Regions from separate parts of the Mus musculus genome. Here regions 1 and 3 are each linked to region 2. Evidence: chromatin contacts called from public Hi-C and HiChIP or PLAC-seq data. All regions are on one chromosome and are shown on one strand. The core of a region is the stretch at or near the end of the contact, and the rest is flanking DNA. Distances in the headings are between cores, read along the strand shown. Region 1 has its middle 14 kb from the start of Avpr1b. Region 2 overlaps Srgap2 (SLIT-ROBO Rho GTPase activating protein 2). Region 3 overlaps Srgap2 (SLIT-ROBO Rho GTPase activating protein 2).

Region 1 (2,700 bases), core at 74-2,573, 250 kb before region 2:
TAGCACCTCTGCCAGGACTTTGCTGGACAATGTCCATGTCCGAGCCAGGAGGGAGTGGGATGGGACAAGATTTCATCACACCGTTGAGCTTGTGTACCTATTTTGGTTAATGTTCTCAGCTCCAGTTGGCTGTAACTGACACCAAGGAAAGCGAGGCTGTAGACCACAGAGAATGACTGTAAACTCCAGTCACCAGATGCCACCCCACCAGCAATCAAAAAGCTTTTGTTTGTGATGGTCCCATGAACTTAGAGGATCCGTTCCCTTGGGGAGCTATCATGCTGTTCCCCTTGGTCTCCTCCGCTGGGGGAAGCACTGGATAAAAATTTCCCCAACTTGTGTGATAATAAGATGTAGAAAAATGGATGTGCTTTAGCAGCCAGTTGATTGTGTGTCTGGAAAGACAAACGTCAGCAAACAAGGCCCACCTTATCTGGGGGGGGGGGGGTCGAACAAGGCTTGTTCTGAAGGAGCAAGCGTGCAAATGCTACCTCAGAGCTACAGCAGGATTCCACCACCATGCCACTAGTGAGCTGGACGCACCGGGTGAGAGGTGTGTTTAGTGGATCTGCTCCTTGGATCAATATAGATTTCAGGGTTCCGCGAGATCAGAGAGAGGCAGTAAACTGACCCTGCCTCATCTGGTTTTGGAGTCCCCGGACCCCTCCCTCCCTCCAACAGTCCTGCATGTGTCTCCGGTTTTTCCAGCACATTCCCCACGCGTAACCCTTCCACAGCAACAGAAGTCTCTTAGATGTTGTCTTTGTCAGATGCACCTTGTGACCTGTAGAAGGAAGTCAATGAGAAGCCAACACTCTTAAGGCTGTCTTTCCCAGTCCCCCAACCCAGCTGGGATTCATAGTTGCCTCAGGCTGTCCTGAGTAGGGGTGAGGTGCTGAGTAGGAGCTTTAACCTGATTTATTTACTTATTATTATTTATTTGCTTTTTTTAAATGGTATTTTGGGAGAGGGTTTCTCTGTGTAGCCCTGGCTGTAGACCAGGCTGGTCTCAAACTTGTCTGCCTCTGCATCCTCAGTGCTGGGATTAGGGGCTCATGTTACCATCGCCCGACTTCAACCCAACCTGATTCTTTTTTTTCTTTTTTTTCTTTTTTTCCTTCGCTCGCGCACGCGCGTGCACGCGCATGTATACTCACCTCTCATGCAATATATCCGGACCGCAGTTTCCCCTCCCTCTACTCCTCCCAGTTCCCCAAACACACACCTACGCTTTCATGCAGATCCACTGCCCTTCAGAAAAGAACAGGCCTCCCAGGAATATCAATGGAGCACAGTGTATCTAGTTAGTTACTGTAAGGCTAGGCACCTAGCCCAGCCCAGCCCAGCCCAGCTTGGGTGTGGGAGTGGGGAGGTGACATACACAACACTCAGGACCTGCTACTCTGGCTCCACACTGCCACCTTGTGGTTGCAGACCTGGTACCTTCATGACTTTTTTTTTTTTTTTTTGAGACAGCGTTTCTCTATGTAATCCAGGCTGTCCTGGAACTCGCTCTGTAGATCAGGCTGGCCCGGAATTCACAGAGATCTGCTTGCTTCTGCCTCCTGAGTTCTGGGATTAAAGGGTGAGCCACCACCGCCTGGCTACCTTCAGTACTTTGTCAGTGAGCTGCTTGCTTAGAAAAAAAAAAAATCATGTTTTAATTGTATATTGTGAAGCCCATTGTCAGTGCTCATAAGAAATAAATATGGCCAGAATGACCCTAGGTATTAAAGAGTCATATTGGTTCATTTCAACCAGGACTTTGAGGTTCTGGACCCAGAAGAGAACTGTGGCAGCCTGGGCTGTGTTAATAGTCACTTGGTAGACCAAAGACATATTTACATACAAAACACAAGATAGCCACCTGGAAAATCAATAGCTGGTTTTAATAACTTAAAAATCCATCCCAAGGAATCTCCACAATTACCTGCTCAGCTTCCCACATACCCGTATCCATTCTTCCCTCCCTGTACCTGGTGTTCTATTCCTGCCTGGGCTGCCTGTACCTGGTGTTCTAGTCGTGCCTGGGCTGCCGTTTCTGGTTTCATTTTAGAAGGCAGGCTCTCACTATGTGAGCTAGCACTTTCTCTTGTGACTTGCACAAGGAGAATGTACTTGTTTAGGGATCTGGGCCCCAGCTGTCCCTTCCACGAGAGACTGCACTGACTGACTGTTTTTCTGAAAGCAGGTTCTACCACTACACCCATTTGGGGTTTGTTTACTTTTGCAACACTAGGGTCAGGGGTTAAACCTAGGATTTGGTTTGCTTGATAAGGGATTGCTCTGCACTGAGCTATGCCTCCAGCTCTTTTCTTTTTTTTTCTTCTTTTTTTCTTTTTAGACAGGGTCTTGCTAAAACATCCAATCTGGTCTTGAATTTGCCTTGTAGCACGGGAGGCAGCTCTTGCATTTAGAAGCCTCCAGCCTTAGTCTGCTGGGGAGCTGAGTCTGTGGATGCAGGCTCAGACTTCCTGTGTAGATTTTAAGGTACTGGAGTAATGAACTTTACAATCCACAGGATATGCATGTGTGTGTGTCCACATATATCCATATCTCCCACACAGAGCAGCATGACTCAGTTTATCCTGGGGTTAGGGCTCAGAAATGGCTTTGGTTCCCTTCCCATCCCACAGATCCCACATGCTTGTACTCCATACAAGGCAGAAGAGAGGTGGTTAGATGCATGGGACTGCCTTG
Region 2 (2,700 bases), core at 68-2,567:
GTTCTCTCCTGCCACCTTGTGGGATCTGGGGATCAAACTCAGGTCATTAGGCCTCTCTACTCAGCCATCTCCCAGCCCTGAGACCTCTATGCTTAGTCTTCAGACCAGTATTGGCGATGGCTTCTGTGGCCACCATGAGCCCATAGTTAATAGAGAGCATAAAGCCTAGCATCCACATGCAGAATCAGTGCGTGTGCTGCTCCCTGCTTTGAGGTGAATTATTATACTTAAGATTCATCAAGTCCCAAATAAGGCTTAGCTATTTACATCTAAATGGAAAAAGAAAAACAGAAGACACCAGGAACTTCCAGAGAGGACAGAACAGACTCTGGTACACTGAGCCTTATACATGGTGGCCTCCCCCATTCCTACAAAGTAGAATGTGTGTCAGTGTCTGCTGATGTTTTTAGTTGTCGTGACTGGAGGATCCTACAATGTACAGAACAATTTGCCGCAATAGTTATCAAGCTCCAAAAGCACGGGTGTGCTGAGCCTAGACTGCTAAATTAGACACCTGAGAATCTGTCCTGCTCTGACTACTAGATGCATGCACTTGGAAGTCATGCACTGCAAGTCAGCATGATGATAAAAGTTGGTGGGAAGTTTGTTGTTTTCCACCCAGCAATTCCCCAGAAGCAGCAGCAAGTGACATGCTCTGATACCTGTATGCCATATGGCTGACAATGATTGAGGAATTCATATTTTCAAAATATGAGACTATATAAATTTGAAGGACCAAATAAATTTGAAGATTCTGTATAGATTATTAGGAAAGTTACAGACTAGAATTAAAAGTTGTTGTTTATGTAGGGTGAGAATATCTTAGGACTGGTCTGAGATTTGGGTGACTATATATCCTTTTTGCTGATTAGCCTAGTGCTCATGAAGAGAGAGAGAGCCACATTTTATTCAATACTTGAGAAGCAGAGGCAGGTTGAGTTCAAAGTCAGTCTGTTCTACATCGTGAGTTCCAGGCCAGCCAGTGTGACACAGTGAAACCTTCTCTTAAACATCGTGAGTTCCAGGCCAGCCAGTGTGACACAGTGAAACCTTCTCTTAAACATCGTGAGTTCCAGGCCAGCCAGGGTGACACAGTGAAACCTTCTCTTAAACATCGTGAGTTCCAGACCAGCCAGGGTGACACAGTGAAACCTTCTCTTAAACATCGTGAGTTCCAGGCCAGCCAGGGTGACACAGTGAAACCTTCTCTTAAACAGTTTCCTAGGACATATTTTTAGTGCTGAATTGGTAGTCTTGAGGAGAGCAGGATGTTAGTCACCCTACATGAGATAGTGGCTTCCTCAAGCAGGAACTTGATACTACCATGTGCTGCTAGCTTTGGAAAGCTATTTGCCATATATATACTCTTTGGGCATTAGGAAGAAATACGGAGAGTTTCTTCTAAAGAGCATTTCCCTATTTGCTCTATTTAAGAAAACAGGAAAGAACTGCTTTCACTGATCCTGTCAGCAGTAGAAATCATATGTGGCCAGGCATTGGTGGTGCACACCTTTAATCTCAGCAATTGAGAGGCAGAGCCAGGCAGATTTCTGAGTTTGAGGCCAGCCTGGTCTACAGAGTGATTTCCAGGACAGCCAGGGCTACACAGAGAAACCCTGTCTCAAGGGGGAGGGGGGGAAAGAAAGAAAGAAAGAAAGAAAGAAAGAAAGAAAGAAAGAAAGAAAGAAAGAAAGAAAGGAAGGAAGGAAGGAAGGAAGGAAGGAAGGAAGGAAGGAAGGAAGGAGAGAAGAGAAGAGAAGAAAAGAAAGAAAGAAATCATGTGTGATTTGTGGGTCATTGAAAGAAGAGATGAAGACCACTGTATTTTTCAGTGGTCTTCTTGCAGTTGCCCCTAACACCCATGAATACTTCTTTTGAGGGAACCAATTACTCAAGGGTTGATCATCTAAGTACTTTTAAACTTTGATGAGCCAAGAGGCAGAGCCCAGGTAGCTCTAAATAAAGATGCCTTTGAACAAGAGATCCAGAACCCCATGATAAGTAGCCAGCTATTCCTCTGCACCTTCTTCTTCTGCCTGAAGGGGCTTTGATTTCCCTGAGTTAGCATTATGTGCCAGGGGGAGTTTCCCACAGCTGTTCTCCCAGAGAGCAATCCCAGAGATTCTTGCACATATGTATGCTGGTCCATTATCCCCCTCTCCATCACAATGAGCTGGCTAGCTTGTAAGCCATAGTAAAGTGGTTTTCATTTTCTTTCTCATGTTGTAGGAATGCCTTTGAAGTCAGAGTGCAGTACTTCCTAAAGAACTCTTGGATTGATTGTCTGCCTCAATTGTACAGAGAGGCAGTGTCTGGAAAACCCAGGAAGCCCCTACAGGAAAGAGTATATATGGAGACAGGGAAGCCACATGGATTGGCCATGAAGAGTCAAAGAAACAGTAACATGAGAGAGGGCGGGGAGAGAGATAGTGAGACACTCTGGGGCTATCTTTACTCCAGAGGTTTTATGCTTCTGTATTATCTCTGAAGATGTCTTCTTGACTTGGTGCAGCAGCTGGTTGCAGGGCTGTTTCAAATTGAAATTCAGCACCTGTTCCCTTGAATCAGTGTCAGCTAATAGTCCCCTGATACTGTTTGTCTATTTGACCCTGGCATTAGGCACTAGCCATATAAAGACAAATAAGAGTTAGTGCTAAACTCAGGACATTTGGTTTTAATATGGAGTGGGGGTGCAGCAAA
Region 3 (2,700 bases), core at 161-2,660, 140 kb before region 2:
GATGGAATAGCCACCAATCCATAGTGTCCTTGTTAAGTTTATATATGAAAAATTCTTTGTGGCTAACTAAAGACCATCTACATGCCAGATATTTTTCATATTACATCAGTTTTCTGTGTTGTGTTTGATTTGCATATACTTGATGCGTTTCAGTTGCAGTATGGTCTTAGGAGTTGCCATCTTAAGAACTGAAAGGAAACACATAGCATACTTTTCATGGCAAAGTGTGTTTGAACTCCATCAAATTGACAAATAATGTTGTTATGCAGTGTACCCTATTGGTAAATTAATTGAGGTTGTCTTCAAATTTGGTGCAGATGGAAAGATTTATTTCGTACTTCATTTGTTCCTGTCCCTGGTGTTTCGCAATGTTGGGCACTTAAAGGGTGATTATGGTATTCTGTTGGTAGTTCAAGAGTTGATAGTTTTAAGCATGACCTATAATCATTTGTATTTAGTAATAAATCAAAATACCTTGAGAATATCAAACCCATTGATTTTAGAAATGAGAATGGGAACTCAGATGTCCTTCTTACAGGTCAATTTTGGTGTTGTACTACTTTTTTTCCTCTAAGTTTGATAAATTCAGGCTTGTAAAATCAAATTTGATTGTAAAATACTATATAAAGGAAAGGCACATGTCTTCTGGGTGGCTTCCTAGCAGGGTACATTTTTTTCAGAACCTTTCCCCTCCCCCCTTTTCAAGATGACATTTTCGACTAAGTAAGAAACCATTTCCAAATTCTTTCTTGGGGGAGAAAGCTATCTCAGAAAAATATATGAAGAGGGAAAACCAGGAAGGATAGAATGTTTATAGTCACTTTTACTTCCTGGAGATGCTCCTGGTTTTGAGACAGATTCTCTCAGAGGATCCCAGGCATACCTTGGTACTCACTGTATAGCTTAGGATAAAAGGTAGGCTCCTCCTGCCTGTACTTCCCACTGTTAAGATTCAAATAGGTATTTGTTAGTGTTGACTGTAAAACATTTTTCTACAGGGAGCATTCACATTCCCAGAGTCAAGTAAGTGTTTGTAGAGCAACAGGATACAACCACAGAGGCAGCTTGTCACATATCCTCTCCACAGAGTTTAAAGAAAAATGTGAACTACTTTGTTAGCTAGCAGCCAGTGGGCTTGAGTACTTTAGGATAGATTTTTCATTTTTGTTCCTCTCTGGGCAGCTTCTTTCATTTCTGCAGGGATTATGTAATGTTGGAGTCACCCCATATCGAATGTATTCTTGGCTTGATTTGGTTTCACTGTTCTTAGGTTCCCTTTGTCTTATCTTCCAGGCTTGTCACTCTGAATGCTTAAATCATTAACAATTCATTTAAAGTCTTAGCTCTTTCCATTTTCTACCACCCTACAACCTGGGTGTGGTGGGAACCTGTACAGGCCTGCCTGGCTGGGCCACACCTGAGCTCCTTAGTATTTTGGTTGTCAAAAGGTCTTGGACTAAGCAGATTGATTGGCATGGAGAACAAGCTACTGAAAGAAAGCCCTTGTGAGGAGAGGACCACAGGATAGAGGACCATGGCCCAGAGTCAGTCTCCTGGACCTGAAGATCTGACCCTTAGCACCTAAGCTGTCTTTCCATGGAGCAGCCTTTGTTCTCTCTGCCTCTGTTTTTGTACTTGTGTTTTTCTTCTTTTAGACAATCAAAAGCACTCTTATTTCTGTCATTACATTTATTTGTTGTAGAGACAAGAATGTAAGTCCTTTCCTCCCATGGTGCTAGGATTGAACCTCAGGACCTTTACATACTAGACAGATATCTACACTGAGCTGCAGACCTGCAGGAAGTAAAGTTTTGATAGAATGACACGATGTATCACTTGCTGGGCTGTGCAGTAACAAAGATGTTCTAGTGGTCTCTGTGAAACAATAGGAACATGTAATGAGAAATGCATTCATTGGCTGATTTTTGTCATAGTGTGACTGTGGTGGACAAACCTAGATGTAGGTGTAGGTTAATTATTCACTTCTTGATGCTAAGTAAGAGGTGTGGTAAACACATAGATGTATGCATCTGCTGCTACTAGTGATACAACATGCTGTTTTACAAGAAGTTTATTTTTACATAAATAATATATTCTAACATAAAAGTATAGCTTAGAAGATGACAAGCAAAATAATTGTTGTCATTATCAAGTATTATATATGTGGATAATTATATGTGCTGTACTTTTATATGGATATGATTGGCGATGCAGTGGGTTTGTTGACACAGCATCACCACAAACATGTGAGTAAAGTGTTAAGCTATGTGGTAATACAAAGGCCACAATATCATTAGGAGACATAAATAGTTGAGCTCCAGTATAATAGACATATATAGTCCATTGTGGTCCAAACTGTGGTTATAAGGCATATAACTATTAGATGTGTGTGTACATACATGTGTATGAGCACAAATCCATCCATCTTTTATTCCAGAGATAGTTTTAATCTGCATCTAATCTTCCTCCTCTTCCCCCCCCCCCCCCCAGATAGGGTTTCTCTTGTAGCCTTGGCTGTCCTGTAACTCACTCCATAGACCATGTTGTCCTCAAACTCAAGAGATCCTCCTGTTCCTGTTGGCTCCTGTTGGGATTAAAGCCACCACCTCCTTCTTCTTTTTAACACAGGTTTGATCTTTACAAATACACATTATCATTAGTATGTGACATCTTAGTGTCTTTTAATAGAGAACTTCAAGT

Evidence for each region. A called contact is a pair of places that touch in the nucleus more often than the background predicts. HiChIP or PLAC-seq counts read pairs in DNA pulled down with a chosen protein or histone mark.
Region 1: an H3K4me3 HiChIP or PLAC-seq map of bone marrow-derived macrophages shows a contact between it and region 2, with 4 times the contacts expected there. The contact joins two enhancer-like sites. A contact is called at or near these places in 5 of 39 promoter capture datasets (the C10 cell line, cranial neural crest, embryonic stem cells and 1 more), 1 of 484 Hi-C or Micro-C datasets (nephron progenitors), 1 of 115 datasets of contacts at active chromatin or transcription factors (bone marrow-derived macrophages) and 1 of 9 other capture datasets (adipose tissue).
Region 3: a contact with region 2 is called in a Hi-C map of bone marrow-derived macrophages, with 38 read pairs. The contact joins two enhancer-like sites. A contact is called at or near these places in 4 of 39 promoter capture datasets (the C10 cell line, the HPC-7 cell line, cranial neural crest and 1 more), 1 of 15 datasets of contacts at CTCF or cohesin (large pre-B cells), 3 of 484 Hi-C or Micro-C datasets (bone marrow-derived macrophages, cerebellum and cochlea), 5 of 115 datasets of contacts at active chromatin or transcription factors (CD8 T cells, the HPC-7 cell line, embryonic basal ganglia and 2 more) and 3 of 9 other capture datasets (adipose tissue, liver and pancreatic islet).

The regions. Positions count from the first base shown.
Region 1 is chr1:131,612,249-131,614,948 of GRCm38.p6, reverse strand. No RefSeq gene overlaps it. Among named protein-coding and RNA genes, the nearest start is that of Avpr1b, 14 kb to the right of the region's middle. Within about 2 kb of position 1,323, at least 53 of the 459 cell types and tissues checked have an H3K27ac peak or open chromatin away from gene starts, as enhancers often do. A contact at or near this core is called in bone marrow-derived macrophages and liver, where this site is marked.
Region 2 is chr1:131,359,603-131,362,302 of GRCm38.p6, reverse strand. The region is part of intron 5 of Srgap2 (SLIT-ROBO Rho GTPase activating protein 2); the gene reads left to right. The region is part of intron 3 of Gm51644 (a long non-coding RNA gene); the gene reads right to left. Among named protein-coding and RNA genes, the nearest start is that of Ikbke, 81 kb to the right of the region's middle. Within about 2 kb of position 1,317, at least 13 of the 459 cell types and tissues checked have an H3K27ac peak or open chromatin away from gene starts, as enhancers often do. A contact at or near this core is called in bone marrow-derived macrophages and liver, where this site is marked.
Region 3 is chr1:131,500,286-131,502,985 of GRCm38.p6, reverse strand. The region is part of intron 2 of Srgap2 (SLIT-ROBO Rho GTPase activating protein 2); the gene reads left to right. Among named protein-coding and RNA genes, the nearest start is that of Srgap2, 26 kb to the left of the region's middle. Within about 2 kb of position 1,410, at least 20 of the 459 cell types and tissues checked have an H3K27ac peak or open chromatin away from gene starts, as enhancers often do. A contact at or near this core is called in bone marrow-derived macrophages, where this site is marked.